Linked DNA regions of Mus musculus: all the other regions are linked to region 3. Evidence: chromatin contacts called from public promoter capture Hi-C data. All regions are on one chromosome and are shown on one strand. The core of a region is the stretch at or near the end of the contact, and the rest is flanking DNA. Distances in the headings are between cores, read along the strand shown. Region 1 holds the start of Zfp689 (zinc finger protein 689). Region 2 holds the start of Fbrs (fibrosin). Region 3 holds the start of Rabep2 (rabaptin, RAB GTPase binding effector protein 2).

What was found. Promoter capture Hi-C pulls out the DNA fragments that hold promoters and counts their contacts. Capture Hi-C pulls out chosen DNA fragments and counts their contacts.
Region 1: a promoter capture Hi-C map of neutrophils shows a contact between it and region 3, with 5 times the contacts expected there. The contact joins the promoter of Zfp689 here to the promoter of Rabep2 in region 3. A contact is called at or near these places in 3 of 39 promoter capture datasets (liver and neutrophils).
Region 2: a contact with region 3 is called in a promoter capture Hi-C map of adipose tissue, with 2.7 times the contacts expected there. The contact joins the promoter of Fbrs here to the promoter of Rabep2 in region 3. A contact is called at or near these places in 2 of 39 promoter capture datasets (the C10 cell line and pre-B cells), 1 of 115 datasets of contacts at active chromatin or transcription factors (double positive thymocytes) and 3 of 9 other capture datasets (adipose tissue, liver and pancreatic islet).

Annotation. Positions count from the first base shown.
Region 1 is chr7:127,447,748-127,451,217 of GRCm38.p6, forward strand. Zfp689 (zinc finger protein 689) reads right to left here and starts at 1,411. Exons shown (of 3, transcript NM_175163.3): 1 at 907-1,411; 2 at 616-729. The coding sequence starts at 1,111. B130055M24Rik (a long non-coding RNA gene) reads left to right here and starts at 643. Exons shown (of 2, transcript XR_869949.3): 1 at 643-1,824.
Region 2 is chr7:127,477,570-127,481,021 of GRCm38.p6, forward strand. Fbrs (fibrosin) reads left to right here and starts at 1,389. Exons shown (of 18, transcript NM_010183.2): 1 at 1,389-2,076; 2 at 2,367-2,546; 3 at 3,298-3,333; 4 at 3,420-3,449. The coding sequence starts at 1,630.
Region 3 is chr7:126,427,507-126,430,975 of GRCm38.p6, forward strand. It overlaps Rabep2 (rabaptin, RAB GTPase binding effector protein 2), which reads left to right and starts at 1,261. Exons shown (of 13, transcript NM_030566.2): 1 at 1,261-1,650; 2 at 2,070-2,279. The coding sequence starts at 1,626.

The DNA.
Region 1 (3,470 bases), core at 161-2,660, 1.0 Mb after region 3:
CAGCCTTCCTTGTGGCTTTCTGCTTCAGTTCCTGCCTTGATGTTCCTGCCCTGCCCTGCTTTGATGATGGATGTTTACATGAAAATATCAATGAAATAAACCCTCTTCTCCCCAAGCCACTTTTGTTCATGGTGTTTATCACAGCATAGAAACCTCTGACCAAGACAACTCCCAAATATGCAGCTGTTGGTCTAGGAGCACTTTGAGAGAGTTGTAAAAAAAAAAAACAAAAAAACCTTGGACTGTATTTCATCCAGTAGTTCACAAGCCTAGATGAACATTCCAATCAATGGGGCTTTTTCTTTTTTAAAGTCAAGAGTGAACCAGGGGCTAGAGAGAGATGTCTCAGTGGTTAAGGACTCTTTCTAGTCTTCCCAGGACCGATGGGAATTGGAGAAGTTCAATGGAAGCTAAGTCCCGGATCCTGGAAAGCAGTAGTTATCTTTTTCAAAGCTCAGTAATTCACTTATGTCAATGAAGTACCGTTTGTAGTTCGTATGCCCACAGTACAAGCAACCTGGTTAACTCTCATCAGACGACAAATTTAGATTGGGTCGACAGTTTAGGGCATTACTCAGGAAGGCAGTATGGTTTTCGTGGGTATTTTTCACTCACTTCTCTGGAATGTTACCCATCTCCGGTACTCCTGCGGATCTAGGGCTGCTGGTTCCCAGTCATCGGTATTTCGTTCCAACCAGGAGATGAGAGCTGGTTTGGGACCTGCGCATCCTGGGGAAGGAGAACCAGTCAGAGAGCTGGCCCGAAGAAAGGATGCTAAAAAATAAACGCCAACCCCTAACAAGCCGATCGCAGGTCAGGACCCTAGGCTCCCTGCCCCCACTCTACCCCGCCCTCAAGCTCCATCATCCCTTAGGCCCCGCGTAAGCAGATTGGGCCGGGCCTCACCGAGCGCGCCCAGGAGGCCGTAGGTCTCGCGCATCACATCCCGGTACAGAGTCCTCTGAGCGGGCTGCAGACACCCCCACTCCTCCGAGGAGAAGTACACGGCCACGTCCACGAACTTCAAGGCCCTTGGCCTCCTGCCCCTTTTCCGAGTAGGTCCAGCCTCTCCGACTGCCCGCAGGAGAAGCGGAGCCGAAGGTGGCGCCATCGGACCTGCTCCCCGGCCTTGCCACGGGGACCCGGAGACCTAGAAGCTCCGTCGGGAAGGCCCGGAGGAAATCTGAATCGGCTGCCTGAGGGGCCGGGCGGCCCGACACAGACCGTTATTCAGGGAACTCCCGCTGGAACTTGGGTGAGAGGCACCGGAAGATGCCTTCGGGGAAGATGGCGGCGCTGCTCCTGCACCACCGCTGCCTAGAACACAGGCAGGTTCCAGCTATCGATTTTATTGACCCGAACGCCATGCCGACTTCTTAACCTCCTTGCCCTAAAGTGTAATGGCGCTGCGAGATGGCTTCTTGCCTACTTTCCTCCTATCTATTGCATTCGTTTATTGGTTGGTAGCTGAAGATCGGGCGTTCTGATTGGTCATCAATGAAGGCGGCCCATTTGAATGAAGCCAACGGATTCTTAAGGGCAAGAAGGTGGATCCTGTGTCTCTAAGCCGGTTGTGAGAAGTCTTATGAATGGGAGGCTTTTCTTGTGTTCTCCAACGCTTGTTTGCCCTACTTGGAGAAGACGTTTCTACAGGTCTTCCAAAGGGAAAGTCACACAGTGACAACATGGATTTTTGAACAGCTACATCCTACGATCATAAAGGTGTCACAGCCAGGAATTCTGAAAAGTACTAGATGAGAAGGGAGCGGTGGTAAGGATCTGGTGCACAAAAGGCGCGTCTGGTAAAATTGAATGACTAGAATGGTAAGTTGACTGGTCTTGTACCTTGGGCAGCTCCTAAGTAGTCTATAGAAGTGAATGGCCTACCTGAGTACCAAGGAAGTTCGCTTGTTTAGAGGTGAGACCAATAGCTTTGGGCTTACCCTTTCTTTGTACAGTGGAATGCACATTTAGGCTACCAGGGGGAACAAAAGACAGATGGCTAGTTGATCCTTTCATTTATAATGAAGCAGGGAAATCACCCCTGTACCGTTGCTTTCCGAAATAGTGCAGCTGTGTCAACGTGTGTCAGGAGTGCATGGGCAACATAGACCCTGTTTTTAAATGAAGAGTGTATAGCCCAGTGGCAGGCATTTGCCTAGCATGCATGGGGCCCAAAGTTCTATAAAAGTATTTTTAAAATAGATACCCAGGACTGGGTATGAAGCCGAACCTATTGCTCCTTTCTGAATAATTATCAGGTAAGGAAGACTGCACAGAGGGTAAATAGGATTCGCACATCTAGAGGCCACACAGAGAGGCTGTGCCTTCGCTGCTGAGAGCCAGCCAAGCACCTGGACTATTCGAGTAGATGGTGTCTGAAACTTTATGTCTAGAGTCCTGGACTCCCCCCTCCATAGAGAACTACAACAAAAATCATAAGACAGCCGGGTGCAGTGGCACGCACCATTAATTCCCAGCACTTGGGAGGAAAAGGCAGGTAGATCTCTTGAGTTTGAGGACATCCTGGTCTACAAAGTGAGTTCCAGGCTATCCGGGGCTATCTCAAAACCAGCCTGCCTCAAAAAACAAATGAACAATAAAACCCCCACAAATCTGGATCAGCTTCCTCAAAATCTGTTACTAGACATAGGAATGAAATCCAAACATGGAATGTCTTCTTTGTGGCTCTAGCAACTCTTATGTTGGGCAAAACGCTTTAAGACTAATTTCTCCCCAGCTGGAGAAGTGGCTCAGTGGTTAAGAGCACTTGTTCTGGGGCTGGAGAGATGACTCAGCAGTTATGAGCACTGATTGCTCTTCCAAAGGTCCTGAGTTCAAATCCCAGCAACCATATGGTGGCTCACAACCATCTGTGATGAGATCAGATGCCCTCTTCTGGTGTGTCTGAAAACAGCTACAGTGTACTTACATAAAATAAATAAATAAGAAAAAAGAGCACTTGTTCTTACAGAGGACCCAGATTCTGTTTCTAGCACTCACATGGTGGCTAACAATCATCTGTAACTGTATTCCAAGAAATCTGCCACTGTGTCTTCCAGCAGCAGCAGGTACACATGTGGTACACAGATATACAGTCACACAAAACACCCATATTCATGAAGTAAATATTTTTTAAAAGATTCAGTCCATGGTTCATGCTCAGTGACTGCCAGCACCCAGAAATGCAACCTTAAATGTTAACACACTTTGATTTCACAGACTGCCTAAGGGATCACTTCACCATAAACCCAGACTAGGACAAGCAATATCAGTCCTAGAGAGAAGTAGAAAAACTACTTATTAATGAAAACAATAATTGCCTCCTCTTCTTTTTCAGATAGGGCCTCATGTTGTCCAGGCTAGCCTCAACACTATGTAGCTAAGGATGACCAAGAGCTTCTGGTCCTCCTACCTCTTAACTCCTGCATGCTCAATTATAAGTATGCACAGCATACCCAGTTTTATTT
Region 2 (3,452 bases), core at 139-2,638, 1.1 Mb after region 3:
TCGGAGAGCAAATATTTACCTCGGAACTCATTACCAAGTGAATTAATGTGAGAGAGTACTTCGCACTGGAGTGCAAAGTGTTTATTATTGTTGAGCACAGGAAGGGACGGCCACTGGGAGCTTGGTCTCCGCCCCACCTCTGACTCTCGCGGATCGTGCTTGGGTTTTCTGAGACGCCACGGTAGACAGATCCGCCCAAAGACGGGCAGAAGGCATTAGCGCCATGCGCTTGCGCGAAATACCAACAGGCAAAAAGGCAGCCACTACACACCAGAAAAGCGCACCTAGGACAGCCTAACGCCTACCAGTGGCCTGCTGCCTACCACTCCAGGCACCACCTCCCAGTGCCTCGCACTGTCTCTCAGTAGATGGCCAATAAACAGAGAGCAGGAAGAGGCGGGTGGCCTAAGGAACTGCTCCAAACACCTACTTCGGACCAGTCCAGTCACAAGACCTGGGGAGGGCGGGGCTAACCTGACAACCCAATCCCACATTTGAAGGCTGTTACGTCCGGCACTCCGGCGACTTTGACTCCGCCCTTTGCATTGACGTTTACTTGCCAACCTATAAACGACTGAGCCTCGGAGGGAGGGGGAAGGAGGCGGAGAGAGGAAGGAGGCGTTGGCTGAGGAGGAAGAGGGAGGAGGGGCAGGGAAGTTCTGGTGGAGAAGAGCCGTAGACGCCGAAGAAGACAACAGGAGGATACGGCGGAGTTCCTCACTGTCCAGTGGCCTTTCCGGATCCTTCTAGCTACAAGCCGGTTAGGAACGGAGGAAAGGAGGAAGAGTCTTTTATGTCGGAGGACAGAGAGAGAAGCTCTATCCGTCACCGTTGCCTCACATCCGGGACTTTGGACGGCAGGCTCCGCCCCCTTGCACCTTTCAAGGCTACGGGAGGCGGAGACCTCGTTAAATCTCCTTAAAGGGGTGGGTACCGAACTCGGCCGACTCCAACGCCAGTCTTAAAGGGGACAGCAGAAGCTGACAAACAACTCCTGCTGGAAGAATTGGGGCAAGTGGAGTTTTCCTACCTCCTGCCCCACGCAAGAAGTTCATTAAATTCATCTTAAAGGGGAAGTGACAGCCTGTGAAGGGCTAGAAACTTAGCTACGCTCTCTAAAAAGGGACGACTCGCTGTTTGAAGGCCTCTGGACTCTTTAAAGGGGTGGCCTCTTTCAGCCGGAGGACTTGAGACACTTTTAAAGGGGAAGTCGTGCTTTCCGCCCCTTTTAAAGGGGTGGTCCTTCCTCTTCCTCTGGGAGACTTGCCTCGACCCCTGGCACGGGGCCGCCACCGCACTAGACCAGCCGGACACGGTGGAGTCGTCTTAAAGGGGCCGGGGGCTGGACAATTTGAGGCCTCGCCTTAAAGGGACGGCCGCCCAGTTTTAGTCGTCGCGGCCCCGCCAGCCCTACAGGGGGGGCCTTCAGGCTTGTCGCCCCGGGGGCGGCGCCGGCTCTCTGGGCCTTGGCCTTGGGGCAAGCCAGAGGCCAGCGGATCCTGTTTTAAAGAGGAAGCCGGAGCTCTCCCGTCCCTGTGCAAGCGCCAGCGCCGCGCTCGCGACCCGGGGCCTGTGGACAGGCCGCTTCGGGCCCCGCCGCCTCCGGATGCGGCGCTGAGGGCCGTCACCATGGAGACGGCCGCGGCCCCAGGCCCGGGCTGGGCAGCTGAAGGGGAGCGGCGACGGAGACGCTGCTCGCGGCGAGACCGTGATCGGGAGCAGCGGCGCCGCCGAGGTCCAGGCGGTGACGCGCCCCGGGCCTTGTTGGCCGCCCCGCGAGGCTCTTCATCCTCCTCGTCACCGCCGCCGCCCGCCCGTCCCTGGTCGTCAGCTTCATCTGGAGAGCGGCCTGGGGGCCTACGACGGCGGCGGCCCCGACCCAGGCCTCGACCCCCGAGACCGCGAGCTCGGAAGCGGCCTGCCGGTTCGGGCAGCCGCGGAGAGGAAGAGGACGAGGAGGAAGAGGGGGGCGCAGACGACGGAGAAGCCGAGGAGGAGCCTGAGGAGGAGGAAGAGGAGGAAGACCTGATCGATGGTTTTGCCATCGCTAGCTTTGCCAGCCTTGAGGCCTTGCAGGTGTGCCCTAATGGGATTTGGGGGTCTTTGGGAGGTGGGTCAGAAGGGCAGAGAGAAGGGTATAGCCCTTACAGAGGATGGGGTTGAGGGGGCAGTGGTGACACCCCAAACCAGAGCAACCGGCTCCTCTTGCCGGGTTTCTGCCCCACCCTGGGGTGGGAGGAGGTAGAGCTAGTGTCTGGGGACTACCTAGGTTCCCCTGCTTGAGAGGCACTTGAGTAACTTGGTCACCCTTAGAGAGTTAAGGAGCTTTTCTTTCTCCAACCACATTTCCACCACCTCTTCTACAGAAGGATGCATCTCTTCAGCCCCCAGAACGACTGGAACATCGGCTGAAGCATTCTGGGAAACGGAAGAGGGGGGGCTCCAGTGGGGCCACTGGGGAACCAGGGGACAGCTCAGACCGTGAGCCTGGCCGACCCTCTGGGGATAGGCCCCGTAAATGGCCCAATAAGCGAAGAAGGAAAGAGGTGAGCATGTCCCAGATTCCAGTCCTTCCAATTTGTTCAGTCGGAATATATCATTCCTGTAGACTGACTTCCCACGAGCATCACAACTGCCGATCCCAGCAGTAATCCTAGTGTCTAGGAGCACAGGGGAAGGCAGAACAAATTGGACAGCAGCCCCATCTCCAATCCAGGTCTGAAGGACCTAACTAGAGTCAAACTCACTTGCTTTTGCTTGTGCTATGTATACTACTAACAAGCTGATAATTCAAGAGATACATCAAAGACAGCTGAATTATAAATAAGAGATGTCCTGTCCTTTCCTCTAGCTGGTGGCAGCCTAAGGGGAAAGAAACAGCCAAAAAGCAAGCACCTAGACTAGCTTGAGCAGCTGTGTAAGGCAGTGATCTGGGAGAGATCTAGGCAAAGTGCTACAGAAACCCACATGAGGAAGCCACTCATTCTGTCTGGGGGATGGGCAGAGGGTTGCGGTTAGGGAAAGCCCCCTAGAACGTCTTGGGCCCCAGTGTAGTCAGAAGTTTGCTGAGGAAAGAAGTGAGGAAAAGTTGTTTTGAATACAGTTTTAAGATTTGAGAACCTAGAGTATTAGGAAAATAGTAAGCTGGTTGGTAGCGGAGGTGGAAGTAAACAGAGAAACAAGAGCATGATGGAGAGTAGCTTTTAAGTCCTCTTGAAGGTCTTGCTGGGAGTAGTGGCTTTGTACAGTTGCTTGGTCAGTCAGCCTCCCTTACTTCTGGACTCTGGTCTTTCTCAGGCCTTCTCCCGTCACTCTCTGGAAGCTGGATATATAGTAAGTGTCACCTACCTGTAATGGCCCATCCCTTCCCTGTTGGGTCCCTCTCCTATCCCCTGATGTCTTTCTCTTTATCTTCTCAGTGTGACGCAGAAAGTGATCTGGATGAGAGGGTG
Region 3 (3,469 bases), core at 11-2,510:
AGCTGTCCACGGTGGTAACGCCTTTCCTGCCTCGGCCTACACTCTTGGTGAATTACTACAGCAGGAGCTCTCCAGCCTCGCCAGCGGCCCTACAGAGGTGGTGCCTCAGTAAAAGCCGGCTGTGGCCAGGAAGGACTTCCTACCTTAACCCATAGCCTAGATGCAGGAAAAAAGGAAGGCGGGGGGGGGGGGGGGGGGAGTCAACAATCCTTAAGCAGGGAAACCCACCAATCTCTGGGCTTCCCGCAAAACCCCACCAATCCCTGAGCTCCCCAAAGTCAGGACTTGAAATCCCACCAATCCTTAATCTGGAACTCTCTGCCCTGAAAAGCTCCACCCCTAAGAAATCCTATCTAAGCTCTGCCCTCTATTTAATTCCGTGCTGTCTGCTCCTGGGAACAGAGGGCAGCCACCCCTGGATTTGTTCTTCACACCCAGGACCCTCCAATAAATCTCTTTCATGAGATTTTTCAAGGCAGGATCATATCAGCATCCAAGCAGACATTATGCAGAAGGAGCTGAGAGTTCAACATTTTGTTCTGAAGACAGAAGACTGGCTCCCAGGCAGCCGGGGGTGGGGGTCGGGAGGGAGTCTTAAAACCCACACCCACAGTGACATACTTTCTCCAAGAAGGCCATACCCACTCCAACAAAACCACACCTCCAAATAGTGCCACTCCCTGGGCCAAGCATTTTCAAACCACCACAGGCTGTCTGGGGATAATCTGTAGTGGGCTCCCTCTAACACTAAAAGCCCACCAGTAGGCACATAGGAGGAGGAGATAAGGGTTATCTTGCTAGTTCAGGCGTGATGGGTACTACGATTGGGTGTTAGTGCTGGAGAAATGAGGAAGGCATCCTGGTATAAGTACACTGGTGTGCATTCCAAGGAGACCACAAAGAATCAAGGACTTCCAGGTTCAAAGTCTTTTATAGAAAACCGGTTTGGAGGCAGGGGGACCCAGGCTCTGTACTTGTTTGAATTGCTGTGACTCTCCAAAGCGAGAGGTCATACATAATGAGAGATTGACCCAGACCCAGGCTGAAAGATTTACAGCCCTGGGAGTGGAGAAAGAGATTTGCAGGAAGCCATATGAAAATGGGATTGGAGACACGTAGATTTCGCACCTCTGCCACTGACTGCGCCAAGCTTCAGAACGCCAACCCAGCCCTGGCCCGCGGGGCGGAGATGCTGGGCGGGCCGGGCACACTTCGCAGTAACGCGAGTCGGGTTACGGCGGAAGGGCGGCCGGGCGGAGGGAAGGAGGAGGCCGCGCGCAGCGTCCTCTAGGACTAAGACCAGGCGTTCCAGGAGGTGGCCTCGAGTGGAGCCTCAGCAGATCCTCAGCACCAGAGAAGACTACCGCAGACCCGAAGCCCTCGGAGCTTCCAGGGAGCGCGGGAGCGCGGGGGCGGTCCCACGAGGCTGCAAGAAAGGCGGGATCCAGGCCGCGCGTCCACTCGAGTGCAGTCGGCGTCTCTTGACCATCCCGCCCTCCCACCCCCCGCGGCCCCTGCAGAGCCGATCCGGAAACAGCCGAGCGGATCCGGAAACAGCCGAGCGGACCCGGAAGCGGGAGTGCCATCACCAGTGAGTGCGGGAATCCGCCGTTTGGGCTGAGACGATGGCAGCTGCGCCAGCAACCCTAGGTGAGAATCGGGGGCACCGGCGGCCAGGAATCGGTGCGGGAGTTGCGCCGCTGCGCACGTGGGGAGCAGGGGGCTGGGGGCGGAGCCGAATGCGACTGCTGGCGGCAGCCGGCCAGCGCGGAGGCTCGGGAAGGGGGCGGGGCACAGCGCCCACCGGGGTGGGCGTGGCCTACACGGTGGGTGTGTCTGTGGGTGGGGCAGGTAAGGGGGCGAGGCGGGGCCACTGGAAGGGATTGGACGGTCGAGCCAAGTTAGTTGGGACTCCGGGAGGGGCAGGACCAGGGGAATGGGATGAGGTCCTTGTAGATGGAGAGTAGGACTGGGTTACTGGACTGCTGGGTGGCCTGAGGTGTTAGGAGATCGGCAAGCCGTGGGAATAAATCTTGGTCACTGTCCCCCCCACTCCCCGCTCCCCACAGCGCTGGATCCCCAGCCCCAAGAGAAGCAAAAGGATGCATCCGAGTCAAGTGAGCTCAGTCGGCTTCGTGCCGAACTGGCCGGTGCCCTGGCAGAAATGGAAACCATGAAGGCTGTAGCTGAGGTGAGCGAGAGCACCAAGGCGGAGGCAGTGGCTGCAGTGCAGAGACAGTGCCAAGAGGAGGTGGCCTCCCTGCAGGCCATCCTGAAAGGTGAGGCACCCGCTCCCAACACAACCCACCCGACAGCCTGTCTGCCTGCGCCCCTCTAGCAGGGAATGCAGGGCGAGGAGGGCTTCAGATGAGCTTCAGGTAGCTCAACAGAGAAAAGACTGTGTCCCAGAACCTGAGTGCCCCTTTCTATTTTGCAGAGAAACACCACAAGTGTTGTCAGCAACTCTTGTCAGTCACAGCTAAGTGTAGCAATCATCTTTACCCATGATACCCATGGGTATCATTTCTTGTTCTTGCTGACATAAGATCAGCCCAGAATACGAGCCAGAAACTTCGCATTTCTCTGAACCACCCTCATTTTCCTCTGGGCCTCGAGGCTCGAAACTCAGCCTGTTGTCTCTGAGCTTAGTCCTATGATTTCCCTTCCTTCCCAGGTATCCCTACAGCACCCTACACAAATACATGCATCTCCTTCCTTCTCCCCCTCTGTCTCATGGCCTCTGTGGATTGGGAGACACCAGCTTTCTTGGTCCCAGGTCCTCTGCCTTTTCCTGTTCTCCTCTGGGCAGAGGTTAGAGTGTCCTCAAGGATGTCAGACCTGCCCCTACTCTGTTTCCTGGCAGTAGTATTACTATGGCATGCTCTATTGGACTGCTGCTCCAGCCCCTCAGATCTCCCTCTATGGTCTGCCCTTGACCTTGGATTCCATAGTAAAGGGCCTGAAATTCCCTTCCCATCCTACCAGGCCTGGGAGTTTTATCTGTAATCCCAGCTCTGAAGGTTGGAGATTGGCATATCCCCAATAGCTTGCTGGCCAGCCAAGACAGAGCGCTCCAAAGTCAATAAGATACCTTATTGGGTCCAGGACAGCCAGGGCTATACAGAGAAACCCTGTCTCAAAAAAAAAAAAAAAAAAAAAAAAAAAAAAAAAAAGATACCTTATTGGAAAAAATAAGTTGGAGCAAGTAAGGAAGACACCTGATACTGACTCTGGCTTATGTGAGTGTGCACACACAAGAGAAAAAGGAATAGCCTAAGTTGTAACAGTGACTGCTCTCTATTGAACACTTACCATATGCCAGAGACAGAGCTAAATACTCTATAAAGTAAGCTTTTTTCCTTTTCTTTTCTTTTCTTTTGAGGCAAGGCTTAGGCAGCCTCATACTCTGTATGCAAACAACAACTTCTTCTCCTTCTTGAGTTCAGGGTCTCTCTCTCTCTCTCTCTCT